Linked DNA regions of Mus musculus: region 2 is linked to region 1. A link is a contact called in public ChIA-PET data. All regions are on one chromosome and are shown on one strand. The core of a region is the stretch at or near the end of the contact, and the rest is flanking DNA. Distances in the headings are between cores, read along the strand shown.

Region 1 (3,747 bases), core at 1,243-3,742:
TTTATTACATGTTGTTGGGGAAGGCAGAGGGAACATAGCCTATAGCCATAAGCAAAGTTTCAAGATGAACAGGAACAGACAAAAGAAAATGGCAGTGCCCAGTGGCAGAGCTAGGCTCATATCCCTCAGCCAGGGTGGGAGTCAAACTTCTGGAGTAGCTGGCTGACAGAACATATTTTCTGAACCTTACAGAAAACCTCTGGCCCCACAATGCAGACACAGAATGAGCGCAATAACCCTTCTTCCCAGATACAACAACTGTGATGGTTTTTAATAAGCATTCTGCTGCAAAATGGAGCACTTTCCAAACACTTTTGCCAGTGAACTCAGTTTTCCTAAGAATCAGAAGCTGTTGCCTGACTTACTTACGTGTTCCTGAGGAAAAGCTGAGACCGTGTGTCTGCGTGTGTGCTTCATGTGGATGTGGGTACACACTGGTTACTGAAAGACAGATCACCCCTGCACAAGAACTAGATCACAGCCTCTCCTCAGAGTCAGGCTTTTTCCCAGCTGGTCTCCTGCCATCCTCTGGCTGCAGTGTCTCCCTTCTTAGTATGGCATGAAGCCATGTGCCTCTGCTGTCTTTTTTACCCAGTGTGAGAAACCTTTTTTGTTTGTTTGTTTGTTTGCTTTGAGACAAGGTCTTATTATGTAACTCTGGCTGTCCACTCTGTAGACCAGGATGGCCTTAAACCCAAGAGATCCTCCTGCCTCATCAGCCTCCCTAGTGCTGGGATTAAAGGCATGAGTCGCCAGGCAGTGGTGCTGCATGCCTTTAATCCCAGCACTTGGGAGGCAGAGGCAGGCGGATTTCTGAGTTCAAGGCCAGCCTGGTCTACAGAGTGAGTTCCAGGACAGCCAGGGCTACGCAGAGAAACCCTGTCTGGAAAAAACAAAGACATGAGTCACCATACAGCCTTATATTAATTTCTGAAGAGCCCCCTGCGATTGTTTTGGTGGCTTGGCTCCTCTATACTGTCTAGGCTTGAGGTGAGAATATCTTAATTTCCAAACCAATCTGAACAAGTTGGCAAGGTTTACTCTCAAAATAAAGTAGAATGGTTTAGGACGTAGCTCTACGTCAAAGTGCTGGAGGTTTAGCATCAAGTTCCTGGGTTCAACCCTCAGCACTGCAAAAAACAGTGACTTAACAGCCTTCCCCCAAAGCAGATCTCTCACTTCCAGGGACCTGATTCATGCTTAGAAATGTTTCCTGATGGGGAGGGGCAGGACAGGAGGAGCTGTGAGGTAAAGATATGTGAGAGACAGATACAAAACCACACACTCAGGAAAACAAGCCTGCAAACCAATCTTGGCTTAGGTTTATGATGTCAGTCCGCTCTTGTAGAACTGCTCCATTCACAAGCCTCTTTCCCGAACAGTGGGAGAATGTGGTATTTGCTTAAGAGCCCCAGGTTAAAACCAAAAGAACGAAAAAACAAGATGCAGCTTTTCCCATTGGTCCCTCTCTCTTCTGTCCACGATTTCATAGGCCACCCCACCCCAAGAAGTCCTAGACACCCAGTCGCAGCTGCCACCATCTCCCTCAGTACTATTAATATCATGGCCCTGGACTGGTTCATCATTTCCCTCATAAAGTTCTCCGAGGCAATTCAAAGGATGCAGAGGGGTTACAACAAAAAAGACGTGGGGCCGCTGCCCCACCATGCATTCCGTCAGCATCTGCTCAACTTCTTGGGTTTTCACCTCTATCTTTGTTTTGGAATACCCACAGCCAAGCCCTCCCCGGCACGGCCTTCCCTTCGGAAAGCACAATGCAGCACGGACCTCCTTTAGCGGTGGGGGTTGTAAGCAAAAAACGCCGCACTAGTGTAACGCCGAACGCGCCTCAGCGCCCGAGGAGGTCCCCACGGGCATCCGTGCGCGTCCATCACCCCGAGGCCAACACCACAGCCGAGCATCGCTCGCAAGGCCCCTCCCCTCGCCCGGAGCAGCCCTGCCGGCGTGCGCGCCCAGGCCGGTGTGATGACGGTGCACCGGGCGACGAGGCGGCGTTCCCCTCCCCGAGCCCTGCCGACCGCCCCGGCCCGCCTCACCTTGGTCTCCTTCACATGCTGCTTGACGCCCTCCGGGTACCACTGGACGCGCACGTAGCCGCGCCGCAGAGGGCTGGCCCGGCCCTCCTCGTGGCCCGCGCCCCCGGCCTCGGAGCAGCCCGAGCTGCCGCGGCCGTCATCGTCGCCCTCCGAGTCCGAGTCCTCGCCGTGGATGAGGCGTACCAGCCCGAAGTGCACCGAGCCGCGGTAACGGCCGGACACCAGGTCGTGGGAGAACAGCAGGCGCTGTGAGCCTGCTTCGGGGCCGGAGTCGGAGGACGGCCCTGAGGCCGAGTCCGTAGCGGGCGCGGGCGGCGGGGCGGCGGCGGCGGGGGCTGCGGCCGGGGTCGGGGCGGCGGCGGCCTGGGCCTGGGCGGGTGCGGGCGCTGCGGGATCCGCCATAACTGCTCTGCGCGAGTCTCGGGCGGCGGCAGCAGCGACAGCGGCGGCGGTAGCGGCGGCGGCAGCCTAAGGCGCGGGGAGGCGGGGCCGGCGGCGCGGGGGCGGGGCCGAGCGCGCTGACGTAGGCCTGCGTGCCGCCGTCGTTAGGGCGCCGGGATGCTGTTGCTAGGAGCCGCCGCCCGGTCGCTAGGGGACGCTGAAGATGCTTGGGGCGGGGGTGGAAGGACTGCCGCGGGGCGTGGCAGGGCTGCAGGAACGAAGATGGATTAGGGGCCTGAGGAAGGGTACTGGTCTACCGGAGTTGAGGGGCGGGGACTGCACGCAAAACTGACTGTAATTTCTTAAAAAAAAATTATGCCCGGGTCTGACGTGGTGGCCACGCCTTTAACCCCCAGCTCTCAGGAGGCAGAGGCAAGCCCATCTCTGTTTTAGGCCAGCCTGGTCTCAAAGCAAGTCCAGGTTACACAGAGAAACCCTGCCTCGAAAAAGCCAAACAAGCCAAGCAGTGGTGGCGCACGCCTTTAATCCCAGCACTGGGGAAGCAGAGGCAGATGGACTTCTGAGTTCTAGGCCAGCCTGGTCTACAGAGTGAGTCCAGGACAGCCAGGGCTACACAGAGAAACCCTGTCTCGAAAAGTAAAAACAAACAAAAGAATAAAAAAGCCAAACAAAAATTTTTTAAATGCGGTTTAGTTATGACACATGCTTTTAATCCCAGCACTTGGAAGGCAGAGGCAGGAGGATATCTGTGAATTCGAGGCCAGCCATGACTTACAAAGTGAGTCTTGCAAGGCAGTGGCACACACCTTTAATCTCAGCACTTGGGAGGCAGGCGGGTTTCTGAGTTCGAGGCCAGCCTGGTCTACAGAGTGAGTTCCAGGACAGCCAGGACTAAACAGAAAAACCCTGTCTCAAAAACAAAAACAAAAAACAAAAACAAAAACAAAACCCAAAGTGACAGGGGAGGGTATAGGGGGCTTTGGGGATAGCATTTGAAATGTAAATGAAGAAAATATCTAATAAAAAATGCCTTTAAAAAAACCAAACAAAGTGAGTTTCAGGACAGCCAGGGCTACAAAATAAAACCAAAATAAATAAATAAAATTAATTGAAATTTAAAATTTTATATATATATATATATATATATATTAGAAAACCCCTGTCTTGAAAAATCAAAAAAAGGTGGGGGGGGGAGAAAGAGAGAAAGAAAGAAAGAAAGAAAGAAAGAAAGAAAGAAAGAAAGAAAGAAAGAAAGAAAAGAAAAGAAGAAAAGAAAAGAAAAGAAAAG
Region 2 (3,665 bases), core at 276-2,775, 260 kb after region 1:
GAGACTGGTAAAACATATACATGCATGAAGTTTTATTTAAAAAAAAAAAAATGCCCTGGAGGAATCCAGATGCCTCCCCACCCCCCCACCCCCATGGAATCCTTCTTCCGAAGTAGGACTATAAACAGGTCAATGTGTAGGGAAGACTTTCATTGCTTTTACAAGGTTAGACAGAGTTCTGCTAACAGGCTTGCGGATTTGTGTGTGTTTATCCAGAGACAGGGTTTCTTTGTGTAGCCCTTGCTGTCCTGGAACTCATTCTGTAGCCCAGGCTGGCCTTACAAAAATACCACTGCCTGTCACTGTCCATGGTTTTTGAAAACTTAACGTGAAATAATTTACCTGTAAGGGGGTCTGCGTTTCTCCCCCGCGTATTGGAAAAGATCATCTGTGAAAAACTTGGGCACCTTGTAGTCTTCCAAAAGTTTCCTTCTTTTGGGGTGTTCGCCATAGCTGCTATCGAAGATGTAAAGGGGACTGTCATCGCGGGTGCTCTCCATGTACTCGATGTAGTACTTCATCTTCATCTTAACCGAGTAGCCGTCATTATCCTCGCCGCACTTGAACTTCTGGTTCCGGTATTTCCTTTTGAGGCGCTCCAGAGTCCATTTCTCCTGTGCGGACCAGCCCTCTTGTGCATTGAGCAGAACCACGGGCTTGTAAGGCCTCTCGTAGCGCTCCACGAACTCTTTCACCGACAGCTGTAAGGCATCAGCTCTCTCCACGTTATCCTGCGGGAACAACAAAAGACCTGTCCCGTTAGGACACTGGAACAAGTCCAGTGGCGGATAAAGGTGTCCCACAGGGCCAATTAGCAAAGACACCCGTGAGCAATGGCACACACGAGCAAGGAACGAGCGAGCCTCTGCTCCTCCAGGGGGCCGGAGGGACGGAAGGAGGCCCACGTGCGTGCGGGCGAGCACGTCGCACCCGGAGCCACCCCTTCACGGGAGGGAGGGGCCCGAAGCTCCCACGACCGAGCGAGTTTTGACAGCCGGGCTGCGGGGCCCCATCGGGGGACCAGCGGCCCTCGGAAGGCGGGCAGCCGTCGTGTGGGGTCCCGCGCCCCGCTCACCGGCACGGCCGCGGGGTTCAGCGGGTAGCTCTCGTAGTAGTTGTGCCGGGTCCAGTCGAGCGAGTCCTTGAGCTCCGGCCGCGCACTTCGCTTGGCCTCGCGGATGCGCTTCTTGCTCTTGTGGTTCATCGTGAGCCGCTCGCCGTCCGGTTCCGCCCCGACCCCGACGCGGCTCGCGTTTCCTGCCACCAAACGCGCCCTCCCTCCCTGGCTGGCGCGGCCCCGAGACGCCCTTCGCTCCGGCCCGGCGCCTTTAAAGTCGCCTTCCAGAAGATTCACTCCTCAGCCGCCACCGGAGCTTTGGGTTGGGCGAACAGCGGCCTTCCTCCCCGCCCCACCGCCTCATGCGGTCCGCCATTGGCCTCAGCGACCTGCCAGACCCGCCTTCATGCACGCCAATTGGGCGCCATGTTGGGAAGGTCGCGTCGCCGACGCCCTGCCCCTCCCTGCTTTGGCCTACGCAACACTTCCGTCTGCGCGTCGCTTCCCTGCGGTCTCCTTCCGGCCGGGCCCGCTGCGGCCTCCGGCTTCCTGTGTTTGCCATGGACAGTGTCCGGCCCCGCGCTCCTTGGGCACCGCCTCCTGACCCGGCGTCCCTGGACTCCCCTACGTGCGAGCCCGGCCTCATGGCCGGGACCCAGCTCTTTCGGTTCCGGGAGGAGCCAGTTCCCGGAGGCAATCGGGCGGTGCTGGAGGTCCGCGTCCCGCAGGTGCGTGCGGCGGCACCCACGTGGGAGCCCCCTGTTTGGAGCGGGAGTGGGTTGTCCTTCAGTTCTCGGCTTCGTTCATTAGCACCAGGTCTGGTGTGAAGCCCGGTGAGGGGTTAAGTGCGCTCCAGTGACACATTTAGGGACAGTGCCAGGAAGTTCACTGAATTCCACCAGGAAAGTGGCTGTCTTGTCCTGTGATGCTAACTTTGTACTCTTTTGAAAGCATCTGTCAGTATATCTAACACGGCCTGCCCCCCTCCCCACCAAACCTCCGGGTACTCTTGATTGAACCTCTGCCTGTTAGGCAAGTGCTCCGCCACTGAGTGGTAGCCCTAACTCTCTGTTTTATTTCTGAGCTCAGGCAGGCTTTGAATTTGAACCCCCGTTTCCCGCTTCTTAGGGTTAGGAGTGTGCGCCACCATGCTGGCTTAAACAGTGCCGGGGCTCGAATCCAAGATCCATACACGATAGATGATAGTTGTGCTTTTGAGTTTATCCCAAACCCCGTAATCTTTGCTGTTTAAATTTTGGGACCAGGGATTCCTGTCTCCAACACCCCAATAAAATTTTATACATCGGCACTGGCTTGTTCCCTCCGAGCTCATAGCTACTCTAAAACTGACTAACTCTTCCCAGGTAGTCGGGTTTTACAAAGGATTTTCGTGTTGTAATGTAGGCAGCTGGACCATAGGTAGGTAGGTGTCCCTGGCAATAGTAAGGGGAGCAGAAGGTATAGCCTTCTGCTATACAATGCTGCCACCTGTAGCAGTCCTCGTTTGTTTGTTTTTTTTCCCAGACTTCTACACAAGTGAAGCAGAGATTTTGTTTTGAGACAGGGTCTCTCTATGTATCCCTGGTTATTGTGGAACACATTCTGTGAACCAGTCTGGACTCAGGGTTCACCGTGCCTCTGCCTTTGGAGTGTTGGGATTAAAGGTGTATTCCTCCGCCCTCCCAGCAGCCTCTAACATTAGAGAAGAGATTCTTGGCTGTGTACTACAGAGAAATATTTCAGGACAAATAAGCGTGAAGCAGAGTTGGAAGATACTAATAACCTGGATCTTTTTAAGTTTGGGCATTAATAGACAACTAGGAAAAGGACAAGAAGGCATGGGGTACAGACTTCATAAGTCAGAATACTGCACTTGAGTGTCTTAATAGCCATATGAATGATTTGGTAACATCTGGAGTTAAATTGTTTAAGGAATTTTTTTGTTTGTTTGTCTTGTTTTGTTTTTCGAGACAGGGTTTCTCTGTATAGTCCTGGCTGTCCTGGAACTCACTTTGTAGACCAGGCTGGCCTCGAACTCAGAAATCCACCTGCCTCTGCCTCTGCCTCCCGAGTGCTGGGATTAAAGGCGTGCGCCACCACGCCCGGCTGTTTCAGGAATTTCTAAGAAACTTGTTTTAGTAAATAAAACCATAGAACATTCTGGTTTGAAATATGTCAATATAAAGAACTCTGCTCCTCTGTAGACAAATGTCACGGTGAATTTTGTTAGTTGTACTAAAATTTGATCCTCACTTGGTGAGAGACTAGTCTTAGGGATGAGATCTTGACTTTCCCATGTCCTCCTTGTTTTTAGTTTGTCCTTTCTCAGCAGGTCAGTGTTACAGGGGAAAACACATAAGAGGCAGACCAAAACAACTTGTTTCTGTAGCTTCCAAATGTCTTCATGTCAAAAACTCTTGAATTTCCTTCCAAATTTAGGGAGTAAAGACACTCAATATGAGTAAAGAACCCCGGGGTTTTTATACACAAATCTGCATTTCTTCTAGAAACATCCTTCTCTGGGCCTTTATTGTACTCAAAGCCTAATCCATTGTGTTATAGACATATGTTAAGTCAGGGTCTCATGCTTAGGTACTGATATTTGTTT

The links. ChIA-PET counts read pairs in DNA pulled down with a chosen protein or histone mark.
Region 2: an RNA polymerase II ChIA-PET map of effector CD8 T cells shows a contact between it and region 1, with 15 read pairs. The contact joins the promoter of Mettl23 here to the promoter of Ube2o in region 1. A contact is called at or near these places in 12 of 39 promoter capture datasets (the 3T3-L1 cell line, 3T3-L1-derived adipocytes, the HPC-7 cell line and 7 more), 2 of 484 Hi-C or Micro-C datasets (embryonic stem cells and stem cell-derived neurons), 15 of 115 datasets of contacts at active chromatin or transcription factors (the 230-238 cell line, bone marrow-derived macrophages, double positive thymocytes and 10 more) and 3 of 9 other capture datasets (adipose tissue, liver and pancreatic islet).

What each region holds. Positions count from the first base shown.
Region 1 is chr11:116,578,955-116,582,701 of GRCm38.p6, forward strand. Ube2o (ubiquitin-conjugating enzyme E2O) reads right to left here and starts at 2,493. Exons shown (of 18, transcript NM_173755.3): 1 at 2,058-2,493. The coding sequence starts at 2,459.
Region 2 is chr11:116,841,990-116,845,654 of GRCm38.p6, forward strand. It overlaps Mettl23 (methyltransferase like 23), which reads left to right and starts at 1,526. Exons shown (of 5, transcript NM_028865.3): 1 at 1,526-1,785. The coding sequence starts at 1,618. Jmjd6 (jumonji domain containing 6) reads right to left here and starts at 1,460. Exons shown (of 6, transcript NM_033398.3): 1 at 1,076-1,460; 2 at 343-731. The coding sequence starts at 1,204.